Linked DNA regions of Mus musculus: region 2 is linked to region 1. The links are chromatin contacts, called in public promoter capture Hi-C maps. All regions are on one chromosome and are shown on one strand. The core of a region is the stretch at or near the end of the contact, and the rest is flanking DNA. Distances in the headings are between cores, read along the strand shown.

Region 1 (4,922 bases), core at 1,327-3,826:
AAACCCCAACAGCCTTTGAGCACCACTAGAGAGGGTAAACCCCTCAACCTAATGCATGCTACAGGAGAGAGCCAACCCAGGGAGGAACGCTAAGGAAGCCAGCTGTGCCCTGAGGCAGAGCATGGCAGGCCAAATGGAAGCAGCGCACAGCCCCAACTGCTCTGGCAGCCTCCAACCTGTGCTGATGGCCCTGGAGCCTGGCCCAGAGTCCTCCCTCCCTCCAATTGGCAGGGCTGGCTTCATCTTGATGGCACGCTGATGCCTTCCTCCTGTAAGCCCTGAGACCCACTGGGCCTTGCCTCACAGAGAGCAAGGTTTGACTGTGATGGACCCTGGAGAGTGCAGACAAGCTGCGGGTGAACAAAACGCAGGAATGACTGTATCTGCTGTCCTTCCAGCCCTTGGAATGGAGCCCTCCAGATGCCCTGGCTAGGCCCAGCTTTGGTGTTTAGGACTCTCTCCTACAAGGTGAAGCAACCAAAATGTCTATCAGTAAGAGACCAAAAACACATTATTGTACATCCAAATAACAGCACACGGCTTTTGAAATTGTATATATGTGATCCTGTGTGGAGTGCATCTGAGTGCAGGTGCCCACAGAGGCCAAAGTCATGGGATTCCCTGGAGTGTGAGTTTCAGGGGAGCTGTGAGTCTGATGTGGCTTCAGTCAAGAAACTGAACTTGGGTCCTCTTTCATAGCAGGGAGCACTCAACCTCTGAGCCACCTCTCCAGCCCTCTTAGCAACTTTTAAAATTTTAATTAAAAAAAAAAAAGATTAGTCTACATACATCAATGTGTAAATGTGTCATTATCTGTTGCCAAATAGCATTGTGTTATGATGGCCTCCTTAAGAGTAGAACTGGGGGGCTGTCGAGATGGCTCAGTGGTTAAGAGCGTCGACTGCTCTTCTGAAGGTCCCGAGTTCAAATCCCAGCAACCACATGGTGGCTCACAACCATCCGTAACAAAATCTGATGCTCTCTTCTGGAGTATCTGAGGACAGCTACAGTGTACTTACATATAATAAATAATTAAAAAAAAAAGAGTAGAACTGGGACATAAAGAGTGGAGAGTGAAGGAGAGAATTTTGAGGAACTCCCCCAGCCTTTTTTTCAAGACAGGGTTTCTCTGTATAGTCCTGGCAGTCCTGGAACTGGAGCTGTAGACAAGACTGGCCTCACCTGCCTGAGTGCTGGGATTTAAGGCGTGCTGGAGGGTTTCACTTTTTATTTGCTGTTTCTGTATTGTCTGAAAACTTTACTTGATAATCTTCTTCAATGTTTATTACATTAAAAGACACATAAGGACTAAGCAAGATTGATTCTTTAATCAATTGACCCCAGTAGTGAATTTAGAAAACCAAAACCAAAACCAAACAACGCAATAGCGTTGAAGGCTGCTGTCTAGCTGATAGAGGAAGAATGGGGAGGATCAAAGGGTGTGTCTCCTGAAGAGGAAAAAACTACATCCTCACCCCGTTCCGATTAAACCTGCTTTTCTTGAAGCATCGCTATGCAAATTAACCTCTGGGTTTCATTTTTAGGATCAGGAAGTCTTTGAACACTATGCTCGTTTAAGTGTTTAAATTGCTTGGCTCTGGTTTTTGGAAGCCGCACACAGGTAGAAAAGACAAACGAGAAAGGAGGATGAGAAGCCTGGGAATAAGCGCCCCTGGAATTATCTAGAAATGGGATTTGTGGTACAAATAGGGTGAAGAGTTGGAGCGCGAAGGATGCACGGGGGGGTAGGGGGGTGGATGTTGTTGAGGGTGAGCATATCTACTCCAGCGAGAGGTTTGAATTCCCACGCCCCTCCTCCCATCGCAGCAGCAAGGTGGAAGAGCGAGCCCAGCCCTCTGCTGCTACGGTCGGAAAGGTCACGTATCTACCCACCTCTCAGGCTCAAGTACCTTCCAGTGGTGAAAACCAACTTACTGGCTAAAGACCAAAATGGCCTAGCCTACAACGACCACTGCTCTGCTACTTCTCTGAAAAGGCCACTCGCCACTTAGGATGAATTCCCAAAGACTTCCCTCCCTCTCCTCCCTCTCCTCCCTCTCCTCCCTCTCCCCCCAGCGCTTGCAGGATGGAGGGGAAAGTCAAGGATACAAGGACAGTTCCTGGCAACGGCTCCGAGCAAACGGGAGGGTCGCTCGTCCCCAGACGCTCGTGGGGCCTCGGTGGCGGCTGCGGCGGTGCCCCACAGGACCTCCATCCCCTACCGATCGCCTTGGGGACCTCCCCAGACTCAGGACGAGATGCGCGGCGGAGCGGCCTGCCTCGGCTGAGCGCGGGTCACGGCGGCGTCAGGGCCACGGGGCGCCGAGAGGACGCGGGCGCAGGCCGGGCCCCGCCGGTCGCCCGCGCGCTCCTTGGCACCGACACGGGCGGCGCCACAGAACCTCAGGCCGCGCCGGGCCGGCGCCCTGCGTTCGATCGGCAGATCACAGAAACCCGAGACCTGCCAACCGCACTCACCCGGCTACCTGCGAAGTCTACACCGAGCCCAGGCAGGAGCAGGGACGTCGAGGGCGCGCGTCTGTCCGGGAAGCAGCGGCCCGATCAACCTCAGTCCGGGAGCCGGGGGCCGGCGGCGGGCGGGAGGCCAGGGCGCCGGTGGGGCGGGGGCGAGGCGCCGTGCGCACCGCAGGAACCAATGGGATTGCAGCAAGTGGCCTGCGTGGGCGGGGCATAACCCCTGGAGGCGGGACCGGGACCTCAGAGGCGGAACGGGGCTGGACCCGTGCGCTCTGCGGAGACCAATCATAGTGCGACCGATTAGATAGAGGGCGGGGCTTGATTCCTGAGGGCGGGGCTGGCGCGGTGCTCTACCTGCGTCCTGGAGCTGAGGTCCGGACCTCTCCTGCTGCGGTTTGCGGTAGTAGTGTAAACTCAAGCGCCTCAGCATCGGTGAGAGCACCGGTACGGGGAACCCAAGCCTATTACGCAAGGTCCTCTTGCATATCAGCAGTTGAGCATTGTTCACCAGCTGCCGAGAGTCGAGAACGCACTCCAAGACGTTCAAAAACCAAGACCTCAGAAGATGAAGTTACAGGTCCAGGGATCCCAGTCAGTACTGGTTTTCTGAGGGTACCCGCAAAGCAAAGCTACATAGCTATTTCAGCCTGATTCCTTTTTCCGTCTATCCAAATAGATTTTTGGCTTGTTTTGGGAGCAAATCTTTACTTATCTCCTTTAGAGATACTGCCTCTGGATTTTTCAGCATAACTTCAAAAACCACATTTCCTACAGAATATAAATGCAGTTAAAGAAAGATGCAAAGTCCAAGTTACTACTACATTGAAGGTAAAAACACACTTCACCTAGATAGAGTAAAGCAAAAAGATTTTTGTGTCACGTAACTGTCACAAATGACATCCTGGATCCTGTTACTCCTGTAGTTCTTGTATATAATCTAGGATTTAGGTATTCAATAAATATTCACTGCATAAATTCCTTTTTGGAGTATGGGATTATGCACACACACTAACAAGCAAGAGGGGCAGCAGAAGGGAACATCTTTAGGTATCTGTCCCAGAGCTAGGGAATGTAGTTCAGTTGGTACATTATTTAGCCTTAAATACATAAGGCTCTGGCTTGTATCCCAAGCATCATATAAACAGGTGTGGTGATACATGCCTGTGATCCCTGCATTCCAAAATGTCTCAGCTTGGGTATGATCATGGTCTCAAGCATATTTCTATTTCCAGTCAGACTGGATTACACAGCAAATTCAAGACCAAACCGAGCCGGGCGTGGTGGCGCACGCCTTTAATCCCAGCACTTGGGAGGCAGAGGCAGGTGGATTTCTGAGTTCCAGGCCAGCCTGGTCTACAAAGTGAGTTCCAGGACAGCCAGGGCTATACAGAGAAACCCTGTCTCGAAAAAAACAAAAACAAAAACAAAACAAAACAAAACAAAACAAAAGATCAAGCTGAAGTGAGGTCCTGTCTCAAAACTACTGGAGGATCTGGGATATAGTGTAGTAGTAGTGCGTTGCCTGTCCAGAATGTGCCGTCTGCTTTCACTTCTCCATCAGTTAAAAAGGGGGGCAAGGGGGACTGGGAAGATGCTCTACCGGAGGACCCAGAGTGGGGCTCACATCCACCTGTAACTCCAGATCCAGGGGCCACCTTCCTCTTCTGGATTCCCTGGACATCAAGCATGCAAATGGTGCACATATATGCATTCAGGCAAAACAAAAATACACAGGCTGGAGAGATGGCTCAATGGTTAAGAGCACCAACTGCTCTTCCAGAGGTCCTGAGTTTAATTCCCAACAACCACATGGTGACTCACAACCATCTACAATGGAGTCTGGTGCCCTCTTCTGGTGTGTCTGAAGAGAGCAATGGTATACTTATATACATGAAATAAATAAATAAATAGGGAAATAAAACCACTCATACACATAAAATGAGTTTGAATATTGAAGAAAAAGACCAGACCTCCATACATGCATTACTTGAATTGGAACTCCACCAAATGCTATGCAATCATATACTTTGGTGGTTTTGTTTTGTCTTGTTGCTGATTTTTTTGATTGTTTGTTTCCAAGACATGGTTTTCCTGTGTAACAGTGCCCTGGTTGCCCTGGAACTTGCTTTGTAGACCAGACTGATCTCCATCTCATAGAGATCCACCTGTCTCTGCCTCCGAGTGAGCCAGCACACCCTGCTGCTCATATACGTTGTTAGATTCTGGCCTGAGCACCTGTCTGTCGAGGCTCCCCAGGCTGGGGAGATTTTGAAACTTGCCACGGCACTCCAGTCGAGTCAGCCTGTCAGGCAGGGATGCCTAAAAGCTGCTCATGAGGCAAAAAGAGTTTCAAGGAAGCTCTCCTCCTGGAGTCTGGAGTTCTCTTAATTCTCCATTCCCGCGTTAATCTAGTGTATGGATCCACATGCTCTCTTTCAGTATCA
Region 2 (4,922 bases), core at 1,257-3,756, 75 kb before region 1:
TGTGCTACAGTTTAACTTTTTGTCAACTTGCTTGGATATGGATTCAGACAGGTGGGTAAGGGTAATGTCATGCAGGGCTCAGGAGTGAAGGATTCCATCCCTACCTGCCTGGGTGTTGCCGGGAGACAGCCTGATGCTGTCAGTATCCCCAGGAGTGCCTCACTGAGGAGCTCTGACTTAGCCTCGATGAGGACTGCCCTGAGGGCCATCCTGAAGCTTGGTCTCCCCAGTCTTCCCTCCCCCTGCCCCTTGCTAGGTTTCTCTCAGGAAACACGCCGCTCCACTTCCTGCAAGTTAAGCTCAGTGCTGAGGATTTCCCCAGGAAGCCCATCCTGTGGCAGGACTGGCCATGGCTGACCATTCTTCAAGCTGAGCAAAATAGACAATTCTAGGTTGGTCCCTGAGATTTCAGCTCCACATAGAAAGGCCCTTAATAATCCCGGGGCTGCGTCTAGGATGGATTCAAGCCCTGTGACGATGTTATACTCCACGTCGACCTCCAGACAGGAGGTCTCTGCAGATAGAAGCCAGCAGTCCTGTCCTTCATGCCGAGGACTAGAGACTTGGCTGGCGAAGCTTGGGATAGATTTCTTTGGCATCAAGTAGGTAGATGGGGTGAGGCCCACCTTGAGGAAAGGAATCTTCAACTGAATAGAGTAAGAGCAGCCCCTGCCCTCCAGGAGAAGCCCCAGCCCTCCAGGAGCAGTTCCTTGCCCTCCCTGGGATCCAGGAAGGAAGACCTGCAGGGCATCCAGAGTGTGCATTTGTTAAGGTTCATCTTCCTCCTGACCTCGGGGTGTGTAGGCACCTGCCAACAAAGTGAGTTGGCCTAAGACACTGCAATGCCAGGGGGCAGGCAGCACATTAGGGATTCCTGGGAGCAAGGAGCAGACAGAACTTTAATACCCTGATTTCTGTCCTACAGGACAGTTGTGGAAGGAAGGAAGGAAGGAAGGAAGGAAGGAAGGAAGGAAGGAAGGAAGGAAGGAAGGAAGGAAGAAGGAGGAGGGAGGGAGGGAGGGAGGGAGGGAGGGAGGGAGGGAGGGAGGGAGGGAGGACGGGAGGACAGGATTTAGAGTCCCCGTCACCCTGGGCCCTGCAGAAGTCAATATGTCTGCAGCCCTGTCTTTAGTGTATCATGGCAAACCTTAGGGGAGGAGGCTCTGTGTCCATGCCCAATGGACCCAGTAGGCCAAGGTAGTGAGCAGAGTCCCCAGCAGGTTGGTGGGAGGGTGATGCCAAGATTAGGGTGGGGAGTATGTTAGGTCCAGGAATGAAAAACTGTGAGTTTGGGTGGGTTTGTCTTTTTTTTTTTAATTTTTTTTGGTTTTTTGAGCCAGGGTTTCTCTGTGTAGCCCTGGCTGTCCTGGAACTCACTCTGTAGACCAGGATAGCCTCGAATTCTGAAATCTGCCTGCCTCTGCCTCCCAAGTGCTGGGATTAAAGGCGTGTGCCACCACTGCCCCGCATTGGGTGGGTTTTTTGGTGGTGTTCTTTTTGTTTTTGTTTTTGTTTTTTTTAAAGGGGGGGGGGTGGATAAAATGAAGCTTTTGCTTTGTCTTTTTCTAAAATTCAACTGGCCGAACCCAAAATCTTCCCCTGCATCAACCTGTTAAGGCTCTGGGCGGTGCCTGCTTCCTGCGTCCTGTACTCTTTTCTGTTTGATTTGTTTTGCTGTGCTGAGGATTGAGCCCTGAGATCCACACATGCTATGCAAGCTCTCTACCATGGAGATACAGCCTGGCCATTCCCATCTCTATGCTGATAATCACCAGGAATAAATATACTAACCAAAGACCTCGGTCATCTCAGAAACACAAGATGACAAAAAGACTAAGCCTCCATTCACCTCCCAGGCCCGATCATGGGCCAAGTACACTACACTGAACGCCTGCCCACATCCTCTCATTAATCCAGGCGAGGAGAACTGGCCTGGACCAATTACACTATTGGTATATTGCTAGTGCTATTCCTTCCATCGTAAGTAATCTGTTATGAGCGTATATAGAGCTGTCTGGTTCTTTGGTGGCCTGCTGGCCTGTGGACCCACTTCCTCAAACATATGGGGAATTTTTTATGTTGAAATGTTTGCTCTTGACTAAGCATATAGTGTCTGGTTACACTTCCTCATCAATGCAGGGAAGTCTATTCCCCCTTCCCCCTCCCCACCCATGTATAAAATTTAAAGAACAAGCATTGAAAAATGACCCAAAGGCTACATATACTGCCTTTCTCCACTCTGGAGTCTATAAGTAGATAGCTCAAGGTTATTGCCAAGAATTTCCTATTGAGACAGACAGACAGACAGACAGACAGACAGACAGACAGCACAGTATTGCAATTAGGCCCAGGTGTCTCAAAGGAATAAGCATCCTAAGATCTAACCTAGTTCAACTCAAGCCCTGCCGCCTGTGACCAGTGTGAGCTTGTCACAAAGCCGCACCTCTCTGCGCCTGAGCCCTGAGAAGTGCTCGAAGAGACCACAGGTCTGACTCACACAAGAGTAAGCTGCCCTTTTGGAGTTGTTAGGCAACGAGGTTGCACAATAGTGATGGCAGGGGAATGGATGGGTGGTGATAAACAGTTCAAAGTTGTAGTATTATCCAGAAGATTCTACAAGCACAGATTTCAGATTTCTTTTCTTTTAAAAAATCAAGTGTCCAAAACAAACAAACAAACAAAAAGGTCTTTCATTACAAAATAAGGACCACTAGCCAGACATAACCGTGCATATGATGTCATAATCTCAGCACTCCAGACCTAAGGCAGGATGACTTCCTGTCTCAGACACTACAAATGAGGGATGCGAGGGATGCGAGGGATACGGATGCTGATTTGAAGCAGTGTCAAACTGTCTCCTCTCTCAGTCGCTTTCCGTCACAGCACGTTAGTTCCTTTCTTTCACTTAGAAGCATGTGCTGGCCGCAACTTCTCCTTTCTTTCACGCTCCGCATTCTGTCAGGAAATCCTGCCAGGGCCGTCTCAGAAATGTCCCAACCACCATCACCACATCCACGGCCACTACAGTGATTCAAGCCACCCCTAGAAAAGTGGGACTCGTCTTAAAAACCCCAGCACAGAAACATCTAGCATAGTGTTTAACAGGTAGGTATCTGAGTAGCTCCACAGACACAACCATCACGTGAGGCTTAACTATAAATGCACACTTAGTGGGCTCGGCTGAAATGACCCCATTTAAGCTATTGCTATTGAGAGGGGAAAAAACGCAATGGCTTAAAAATATTTTCATGGGAGCTGGAGAGGTGGCGCAGCCATTAAAAGCACTTGATGCTCTTCAGAGGTCCTGAGTTTGGGTCCCAGTACCAACATCATGCAGCTCATAACTTCCTGGAACTCTAGATCCAGGGAATCCGGTGACTTCTTTTGGACTCTTCTACACACACACACACACACACACACACACACACACACACACACACACACTTTTTAAAAAGGCATATGAAAACCCACCACCATGGAAGCTTCTTAAAATATACACATAAATGCATATAAGAAGAGTTAAATTAGGTTATCGTATAACAGAACAATAGCGCCCATGCTGATAGACCACAGGTTACAAATGAGAAACCCTGAGCCAGGGATAAGCTGCCCCTTTTGGAGCTGTAAGTCAGTGAGGTCTAGGCAAGCTCTCTACCATGGAGATACAGCCTGGCCATTCCCATCTCTATGCTGATATTCACCAGGAATAAATATACTAACCAAAGACACTATAGAATATTTTCAATGCTATTAGTCTCTCTGCAGAACTTAATAAAACCCTTTTGCTGAAGACATCACACGCCTGATTTGTGGAACATGAAGAAATCTAGCTGGTGTAGGCCTGAAATTCCCCATCCCTGTCTTAGGGTTTGTATGACCAAAGAGCAGGTACAGGAGGGCAGGGTTTATTTGGTGTGCACTGCCAGACTATAGTCCATTGATGGAGGAAGTGAGAGCAGGATCTCACACAGGGCAGGAACAGGGAGGCAGGAGCTGACCCAGAGACCATGGAGGGGCACTGCTTACTGGCTTGCTTCCCGTGACCTGCTTTCTTATAGAACCCAGGTCCACCAGCCCAGGGATGGCCCCACCTGCCGAGGGCTGGGCCCTTCCCCACTGATCGATAATTTAGACAATGCCTTATAGCTGGATCTCACCGAAGCATTTCCTCAACTGAGGCTGCTTCCTCTCTGATGGCCCTAGCTTGTGTCAAGTTGGCACAACCCCTGTCAGCACACCTACTATCTAGGTTTGCAAAGTGCTGAAAGCTACCATGTGTATTGCAGCCATCATGAGCCTTACATGAGTGTGTGACCCCTGCAAGCTACAACTGTAACAACCTACCCAGAAACATATGAGCATGTGACCCCTGCAAGCTACAATCTAACCACCTACCCGGAAACATACACCCACAGCTGCAGTAGTCAGTCATACAAACAACGTGGGAGTGACCAGCTACTTTTTGATTGGACTTAAGTTCCATTCCACAAGATGAAAGCCATACCGGGAATGATTTTATGGCTAAGAACTTGTGGCCAGACGGATCTCAGGCCATAGAAGAATAGCTCCTATTATTCCGCTAAGTGTACGTGGCATTAAACCAACTCCTAGAGACTTAGCGTTACACCTATACATCAGTGCATCTCTTGGGCCTCACCAAAGAAGCTTCTATGTGCAGAAGATGGCTGTTGTTGTGTTTTATAACTCGCTATAATGCGGTGGGGGGTGAGGGGAGCATTGTGGCGGGCCCATGCCTGCGTGTGCCCCTGAACAATCACACCATATAACAGACTTAGTATAAAGAAAGTTTATTGGGAAGGGGAGGGAAATGGGAACATGGAAAGGGGTGGAGACAGAAAAAAGAGGGACAGGAAGAAAGAAAAGAGAGGAAGAAGCTGGCCAGGAACAAGTGGGGACAGAGG

Evidence for each region. Promoter capture Hi-C pulls out the DNA fragments that hold promoters and counts their contacts.
Region 2: a promoter capture Hi-C map of liver shows a contact between it and region 1, with 2.8 times the contacts expected there. The contact joins the enhancer-like site here to the promoter of Tmem50b in region 1. A contact is called at or near these places in 23 of 39 promoter capture datasets (the 3T3-L1 cell line, 3T3-L1-derived adipocytes, the C10 cell line and 14 more), 3 of 15 datasets of contacts at CTCF or cohesin (CD8 T cells, the NIH/3T3 cell line and embryonic stem cells), 34 of 484 Hi-C or Micro-C datasets (3T3-L1-derived adipocytes, CD8 T cells, the G1E-ER4 cell line and 19 more), 35 of 115 datasets of contacts at active chromatin or transcription factors (the 230-238 cell line, CD8 T cells, the HPC-7 cell line and 24 more) and 5 of 9 other capture datasets (adipose tissue, embryonic stem cells, liver and 2 more).

The regions. Positions count from the first base shown.
Region 1 is chr16:91,595,104-91,600,025 of GRCm38.p6, forward strand. Tmem50b (transmembrane protein 50B) reads right to left here and starts at 2,577. Exons shown (of 7, transcript NM_030018.3): 1 at 2,479-2,577.
Region 2 is chr16:91,520,190-91,525,111 of GRCm38.p6, forward strand. No RefSeq gene overlaps it. Among named protein-coding and RNA genes, the nearest start is that of Mir6367, 4.9 kb to the right of the region's middle. Within about 2 kb of position 2,507, at least 182 of the 459 cell types and tissues checked have an H3K27ac peak or open chromatin away from gene starts, as enhancers often do. A contact at or near this core is called in the 230-238 cell line, CD8 T cells, the G1E-ER4 cell line and 18 more, where this site is marked.